Linked DNA regions of Mus musculus: all the other regions are linked to region 3. Evidence: chromatin contacts called from public HiChIP or PLAC-seq and Micro-C data. All regions are on one chromosome and are shown on one strand. The core of a region is the stretch at or near the end of the contact, and the rest is flanking DNA. Distances in the headings are between cores, read along the strand shown.

What was found. A called contact is a pair of places that touch in the nucleus more often than the background predicts. HiChIP or PLAC-seq counts read pairs in DNA pulled down with a chosen protein or histone mark.
Region 1: a contact with region 3 is called in an HNF4G HiChIP or PLAC-seq map of pancreatic cancer cells. The contact joins two enhancer-like sites. A contact is called at or near these places in 7 of 484 Hi-C or Micro-C datasets (the C2C12 cell line, cerebral cortex, embryonic stem cells and 3 more), 11 of 115 datasets of contacts at active chromatin or transcription factors (bone marrow-derived macrophages, craniofacial prominence, differentiating embryonic stem cells and 7 more) and 1 of 9 other capture datasets (embryonic stem cells).
Region 2: a Micro-C map of muscle stem cells shows a contact between it and region 3, with 4 times the contacts expected there. The contact joins two enhancer-like sites. A contact is called at or near these places in 5 of 484 Hi-C or Micro-C datasets (the C2C12 cell line, muscle stem cells, myocytes and 1 more).

What each region holds. Positions count from the first base shown.
Region 1 is chr2:115,854,739-115,857,438 of GRCm38.p6, reverse strand. No RefSeq gene overlaps it. Among named protein-coding and RNA genes, the nearest start is that of Gm31590, 49 kb to the right of the region's middle. Within about 2 kb of position 1,433, at least 48 of the 459 cell types and tissues checked have an H3K27ac peak or open chromatin away from gene starts, as enhancers often do. A contact at or near this core is called in pancreatic cancer cells, where this site is marked.
Region 2 is chr2:115,779,384-115,782,083 of GRCm38.p6, reverse strand. No RefSeq gene overlaps it. Among named protein-coding and RNA genes, the nearest start is that of Gm52524, 3.8 kb to the right of the region's middle. Within about 2 kb of position 1,358, at least 73 of the 459 cell types and tissues checked have an H3K27ac peak or open chromatin away from gene starts, as enhancers often do. A contact at or near this core is called in muscle stem cells and myocytes, where this site is marked.
Region 3 is chr2:115,604,614-115,607,313 of GRCm38.p6, reverse strand. All of the region lies in intron 1 of BC052040 (cDNA sequence BC052040), which reads right to left. Among named protein-coding and RNA genes, the nearest start is that of BC052040, 24 kb to the right of the region's middle. Within about 2 kb of position 1,408, at least 20 of the 459 cell types and tissues checked have an H3K27ac peak or open chromatin away from gene starts, as enhancers often do. A contact at or near this core is called in muscle stem cells, myocytes and pancreatic cancer cells, where this site is marked.

The sequences.
Region 1 (2,700 bases), core at 184-2,683, 250 kb before region 3:
TACTCAATGTGTCCTATTGTCTGCAGACCCACCGGACAGATTCCCATTTCTGTAGACTCCTGACTGTAAGCCTAGACCGTGGCCTTTTTTATCAAGGGAGTCAGGCTTTGTTAATGTATTTGTACTTTTCTGCTTTCAGTCTAGGTTTCTGCTTTGTAGGAAGGAGGAGGTACAAGGAGGGGGAGGGGAGCAGAACACAAAGACTATCTAGTTCTCACCGAGCAGGTTTCAAAATAGAACTTAATGGGAAGAAAGAATAAAAATAAGGAGGAGTGTGAGAATTGTGCATTACAACAAATTTACCAGTACACGAAGAATTTTTTTTCCTTTTGAGGATTTTGTTTTCTTCATATTGAAACATTTTCAAATTTTAATCCTTAGCAGACAAAACCTCAATATAAATATGACATGGGCCACTGGCAAAAAAAAAAAAAAGAAAAAAAAAAGAAAAAGAAAAAAGAAAAGAAAAAAGAAAGAAAGAAAAAGAAAAAAGAACTTAAACTCAGTGCCCAGAGGGGAGGGGCGCAGGGAGAAGAGAGGGCCCTTTCTGATTAATAACTAGCAGGGTAATGTTGAGGGCTTTTTCTGCCCGATTGCCTTTTTGAATTAGAGCCGATTTCTTCACACTTCAATAGTGCCTGTCTCCTTTAAAATGATTGGCAGATCTGTTTCTCTTTTTTCTCTCCCTGAGACTTAATGATGTAAATTTTCTAATTAGTTAAATCATATTGCTTAAAGGGCTAATATTTACCGTGTAAGAAATGATCATTCTGATTTGGACCTCTTGAAATATTTCGAGAAATAACATTTGGCTTTTAGGTTGAGGGATGGGGTGGGGGGAGGGGGGAGGCGCTAGTGGAGTGAGGGAAGGCACGGACCGGCAACATGTTAAATTAATAGTTCAAGTTGAGCTGGGCTCACACCCCAAGTCCGCTTTTATTTTTCAATCAGCGAAGATTTAATTGGCAGCCCTCGGGCCGGGCGATCTGATATTTTCTCATTAGTTTCCCATCACTAATCTTGAGTGGTAGGTTGTCTTACAGGTTGTCAACATTTGACCAATTTTATTTAAGGGGGGTGGGGGGTGGGATGGGGGCGCATTATGACTTCGGGATGTGAGACCTGCAAATAAATCCTGCTTGGATCAGCGGAACTAACAGGCGAAAAAAATGTTGACTATTCATCGTCGTTTCTAATAAGTTGCATTAATATATATTTCAAGAGGGTGTGATTATATGTGCTCTGTAAAGACACAGATGAAAAGAGGTCGGAGCTGCAGCACTAAACTAGTTGAAGTGAAACGTAGATACATTTCCAGCCGAAGGTAAATAAGCCGAGTGGAATCGTTGTTGAGGGTTTAGGAGGTACGATCCTCCTCCCCTTCCTCTTGCAGCTGCGTGAAACCGCCAAGCCTGTGTCACCGAGCTCTGAGCGGCTCCGCGGGCTGGTCCACAGATAACATCAGAGCGCCCCCTGCTGGCCTTCAGGGCAGACCGCGGCGGGACAGCCCCCCGCGAAGCCAACGGTGTTTTTCTGCGCCCCCCACCCTTCTCCACCTACCCTTTCCACTACTCTCACCCTCGTCCGCTGCAGCGAGGGAATAGCTTGTCATGGCTGAACATTTAAATGAATAAATTTTAAAAATAATAATAAAACAGGAAAGTACTCACACCTTTCACTTGGCCTCGGGGAATAAACGACCAAATGCCTAAGCAAAAGGATTCGTTTTCTAATCTCCTTATTCTGTAGGGGTTTGATCAAGTTTGCTTTTTCCCCCCTTGCAGATTTAACTTCCAAAGATATATTTTAATGGACAACCCTGAAGGCTTTTTATTATTATTGCTATTAAAAAATAGATATCTGATGAGGGGCAACAAGAAATGCCAAATAATATTTCTTGTACTTGTAAAAGCAAACTCCGGGGGGGGGGATTTCACAGGTTTATAAAAGTCTACAGGAATCGCTTTTGGAATTTAAGCAGTTCTCAATTTGAGGTAATTCCTTTTGCACACATCTTTGGGATCCCAGAGCATTCAAAATGTGTGTGTGTGTGTGTGTGTGTGTGTGTGTGTGTGTGTGTGTGTGTGTCTGTCTGTCTGTCTGTCTGTCTTAGTTGTCACAGTATCCATACACAAACAGGTCTTTTCCATGCCTGTGTTTTTCTTCCCTGACCCTGTTTTCTTGCTTTTGCTGAACGCGGACAGAGCGGCTGAAGCGCACCCCAATATCCTGCCGCCTCCGGAGTGTAAGCACTTCATCTCTCTGCACCGCAAGGTGCGCCGTTTGGTTTCAGAGAGTTGGGGTTTGGTGCACAGCGGCGTACTTCTAGCGTCCAGATTACTCTCTCCTGGGATTTCTGCACAGGGTAGAAGGCGCAAGCAAGCAGGTAACGCGACCCATCTCCATCGCCTCTGCCTCTGGGAGAAGACGCTGACAAAGCAGCCGTGTCAGAAGGGTCTCCCCGCCGCAGTTGGACCCCCCACATCAGACATGGCAATCTACCACGCGGAACGACTTTGGCTTCTCAGGGAGTTTTTGGTTTTTATTTTAAAGAATCAGATTGCGGGTTTTTCTGAGAGCAATTCTGAGGAACGAGGCTCTGGGGAAGGAAAGAACGGTGCATTTGGAAAAGGTGTGTCTTTCCTCCCCAGTGCTTCTAATTCTTGGATTGCGCAATCCATTCTCTACCCTGGCTCTTCT
Region 2 (2,700 bases), core at 109-2,608, 170 kb before region 3:
AAGAAAGAAAAAAAGAAAAAAAGAAAACAGAAAGTCTACACAGACATACTAGGTTATTTCTGAATGAATGAATTTTCTTTGAATGAATGAATTTTCTTTGGATGTGAAAAAGGATCAGTTTAAGTAATTCTAGAAATCTCTTTAAACAGCAGCAGCTTCCAGGAGAATTCATAGCCATTTTAGGTTAATGGTCACTGCTTTCATGTTTGGCCCTCAATTAAACACTAAACTTCTACTGTTATTACGCTATTGATGTGGTTATATTTCATGGTGGCATTTCAAAATGACCTTCTTTTAAGAGTGAAGATGGTCTGACCACGTAGTGTAGGGTGGTCAGTTGCACTTGACATGGCTACCCTGGTCTACCTTCAGTGCACGAATGGTTGAGCTGCGGACTCTCTCCACTTTGCTCCCGAGAGCCTAGTTCTCTTCATCCTCCTCTATGGCATGAGACAGCTCAGAAGTTCGAGAGGGAAAAGGAATGAAAAAGAAACACATCTGTTGCCTTATTGAAATACCAAACTAAGCCCTGTTATATCATCTTGAGTGTAGGGAGTAAATCCGGTTTAGCAAATACCTTGTGGACATAAGTGTGGGCAAGTTATGCTCAAGGGAAAAAAAAAAACCTGTTATATGTATCTTTTCTTTCTAAGTGACTCTAAATGCTTAGTGGTTGTAGGTAACTAGATTGAACCCTGCCATCTTTGTCCTCACACCGGAAGCACCCAGCACAAGTTGTACTCACCTAATCAATGATTTGTGTTTTTTATAAAGTAGGCATGGCACCCAGCTTGAACTCTGTTACACTCACTGAAATGAGTCAAGGCATCACGTGAAAACTTCCTGTCCCCCATGTATTGTAGAAAAGTTTTTTAAAAGGCTTTTTGGAATGACTTTGATCAAGCTTTGAAATCATTTTCGTGGATCACTATTGTATGAAAACTGTAATTTATGGTGCCTGACCTGAGCAGTTCTTTGTCTCACACCCATATTCAAAACAATAGCAGGAAAGCACAAAACTCGAGGGGAACCCTGGCTCTTCTGGTTATTATTTAATTCATAATCCCATCTTTCCTTATTTAACCTTTAGAGCCACGCATTTTCTTTATAAAATAGCTTGAGATTGGGTTCCTCCAGAAAGGAAGGGCAGTGAGATGTTAGATAGGCCCAACCATGTCACTCATGACCCCTCCTTACGAGTGACTCAGGTTGAGATAGGCAACTTGCGCTTTGGTGACACTGCAGGCACATTTCCATTGTTTGCCTGGTAAGTTCCCTCTCGGTTTGTTCTTTAACCCTAGTCAAGAATGTGCCCACAGGGAGGGCGTCTCCTCCCATCCTTGTCATCAAATACTTATTCTATGAAGCAGTCTCCTCTCAGTCATGGGTAATGGCCAGCTGCTCTCAAAATAATCCAGCAGAGTGACTCACTAAGCCAGACAGAAAGTTTACTGTTTTAATTCATAACTCTGATCAGCTGAACACAATCACATGAGCTGAAAGACTCTATAAAACCTTCCAGGTCTTGGCTTCTTTTGTGTGTGTGTGTGTTTCCCCCCTGAGACAGAGGCTCATACTGTAGCTTTGGCTGGCCTAGAAACTTCTATGTAAACCAGACTGTCCCTGCTTCTTGAGGGTAGGGATGACGTTTGCTACCGTGTCCAGCTTTGTTGCCTCCTTTTGCCAAGACATTTACCTAAGGCATGAATCTTGTATGAAATATTTTTAAGTTAAGCACACAGGACGATCCTATAGGCACGGGTGACATGCACTCTGGTGTTGTGGCTGGTGAAGTGCATGAGTTTTGCTTTTACTTGAAGAGATTAGTCAGTTGTGACCTCCCAAGGGTCTAGAGAAGATGTATCTTGCTTCTGGGATCATGGTCTACAAAGAAACAATGAAGAGGAAGGCATAGCCACATGGAAGGAAATTTGAGGTGAATCAAAGGGAAGATGACCAGGAAGAAGCAGGAAGAGAACAAACACACATCGTTCTTTAGATTTCATTTAATTGAAACTCCAGGTCTGAAACAGGCTCAAAGGAGCAAAGACCAGGTATCTTGGTTCCAGTGTAGAAAGTAAACAATAGGCGCAGGTCCCAGGGAGAGTCAGTGAGCTAACTGTTCACTTGGGTGCTGGGTGTTAATTAGCATCGCCAGCCAGGGGACTATTTAGACTACCTCATCAGGACTCTACGCAGCGTCCTCCCTGGTGACTCTCAGGAGTTAATGCAATCCCCAAAGACCAATAATTCATCATTTTTTTTTTTCAGAGTGGTGTTAAGCCTTGCATGGGGTGATGAGGGCTTATACTTAAAATGAATACTTCTGTTAAGAGGTGAACTTCAGAACTCTGAACTTTCTCATGTGTAAAAAAGGTTGACACACACCTTACTGGAAGGTAAAAGAAAAGATTGCCAATTGTTTATGTTTTTTTAAGGAAGGGGAGAGACTGACAGAGAGGAGTCGCACAGTCACCATGAACATCAGGTGGATCAGATGGACGTGTTTGGAGTCCATCCGTCTCCACTCTGCAAAGGGGTCTGGTGTGTCTGAGGGTACAGGTGTGTGGCAAGTCTCTGTGACAGAGGGAACACTCTTTAGAGTTATGTTCCACTCATATTCCTGCATCCTGACTTGGTGCACTCATCATCACAGTGTGCAAAATGGTCCATAAAGATATTAAAGAATTTGGCTTTAAT
Region 3 (2,700 bases), core at 159-2,658:
ATTGATGGGAACACAACTAAACATGAGTATGCCCTCTGGGAAGACAAAATCTACATCATACCCCAGAGCTTAAGGGAAGCGTGACTCCTATAAACAGGTTTTAACCCAACAGGAAAGAACTGGAAAAAATATTTCAGTGTGTGTTAAGAAAGTCCACTTGAAATAAAATACAAAGATACCAAGAAGGGAAATTAAACTACTAGAGACTGGTCTCACCCAGCAGCGGCCTTTTCACTAGAATCCAAAATGGCTTATTCTAGGTGCTTTTCAACCAGGTAATGAAAAGCCATTTCAGTTAAGAGCTGCAGTTCTGGGGTTACGTCATAAGGCCCCTTGTTGCTTGATATCCACCCTTCTACATGTTATCCCCTATACCATTTATTCCTGATTCGGGAACAACAGGTCAGCCCGGAGACTAAGAGGAGAGGACCCAAATTTCATTTCTCTGCTCTCAACAACTTTAAAGAGTGGTCAAATCTATGCACATAGAAGTCACATATTCAGTTATCATCTAAACCAAAAATTGGTCAGACACTTGCCTGGCTTATAGGGAGCCTGGGGCTGGATCCTCAGAAACACACACACCAGGACAACAAATAAATAAATCCAACCCAGAAATTACACTGAAGCTGCTATATCTAAAAATCATATAAATGGGAAAAGAAATATCCAAGCTCACATAAGGTACAATTAGGGATACATTAAACATATGTGTAATATATTATGGATTTATATACAAAAGACATTTAACAGTGTCCATGTGTGACATGCTTTGGGAAAATCAGCATCGAGGTTATCTGCTGTGACCTCTTGTCTGCAGAAAGTGAAGAGGCTTCGGGAATTGTTAGATAACAGTCAAAAAAAAAAAAAAAGAAAGAAAGAAAGAAAGAAAGAAAGAAAGAAAGAAAGAAAGAAAGAAAGAAAAGAAAAAAAAACCAAAACACCCCACCCTGCTTGTCTGTAAAGAAGCTAATGAAGCAAGGGATAAGCTGTGGTCAAATTCCCACTTCTACAATCAAGTCTTATCGCAGGAGCCCAGGAAGGGGAGTGCATCTGTCATATGTTAATGACTTCAAACCAATGGCTGAACTTCTAGGTGTACATGAAAACTTGAAAGCACTTCACAACTCCTTGTGGGTATAATTAGCCTGTTGCAATTGTTGGCAATTCTCATCTTGGGACTTTAAAAGGTCACTCTGCTCTCTAAGATACCAAATTTGGAGTCACTCTCCCTTCTGGTCAGATTAAGCACACCCTACAATTAGTACCCTCCCTCCCCCCAGCCCCTGCACCTGTTGCAAAGCCTCTTTCTTCAGTGATGAAAATGGGGGCAGTCAACAACATTCTGAATTCTTAAGGGATTATTCAAGGCCTTGGAAAGCAGGCACTGAACAAGTATGATGTCAGCTGTTGAGGTGATTGATGGTGGTCACCCTGACCACAGACAGAAGCTCTGCAAACAGGGCCAACTTCACTGACTCTTCCATCTCAGAAGCAGCCAGTGTGCAAGGCTGCTATTTAACAAAGCTAAGCTCTTCATGATCTAGCTGATTTTCTCCAAGGAACATAGAGAATTGCAGATCAAAAAAAAAAAAAAAAAAAAAATGAGATTCAACTAATGAAACAGCATTACTGATTTATCTAAATTATGGTACAACTTACTAACAGTCTCATATGGAGAATTTTTCTAATTTATGTTTATAGCTCAGAGCTATATAATTTTCTAATCTATTAATCCTAATATATTCTATGCATTCCATAAATTGACAATGGCAGTAACTTTACTGCTATATGGCAAAATAACAATGTAAATATCTAAAGGATATAGTTTTAAATGGAGATACACTGAGAAAAGAGAAATTAATTTTAAAAATCCAATGTGTAAAGTTTGAGAAAATTTCATATAAGTGTCAGTAAACATATTTGTCAGTCTTAAAAATAAAGCATAAATTCTATTTTTTCTTCCACCCCTTTCTGTCTTTCCTTTCTTTCTCTTTTAATGACAGACCATCAAGGACTGGGCTCAGAATTTCCCATTCTCTTTGAGTCGTGTGAATCACTAATACTTGCCACAGCATCAAAATAACTCTCTGGCAGCTAGTACATCTGGCTCCATGAATGCAGAGATATACTGTAAAGCCTTCCTAAATGAATAGTTACCTTTAGTATTTAATAAGTCTCCCAGGCAAAGCCTCTTACTATCACTACAGTATTTAATAAACCACCATAGGTGCCTCACCCACATTTAAAGTTTCTTCAAATACATTCAAAATTTTATGACATAGTCTTAAACACATTTTTTTCAGTAGAGTTAACTTCACTTATGTTAATTAGTCTATTTTCTTCTGTGTATTAAATTATATGTAGGAATATATTTCAAAGATCAACTGAAATGACAATATAAAGGTTAAATTAGTGAGACTTACAAAATCAGCATCTCAACTAGAGAAGAGGCTAACAAGGGGATTGGTGAGGTTCCCATCACTCTCCAAAACACATTTACTTTTAAAAATATGTTATTTAATTATGAAGTCACCATTATTTTTTAGGTTTGCTGTTGGGGCTGTATAGTAATCAAATTTAGAAAACTATAAATTATATTTAAATTTATTATTTACAAGCAATTAATTATAAAAAACAGCCAGGTGGCTTTCATTACATAAATTACTGCTAATGACAGAGACCTCATGCTGCTGCCGT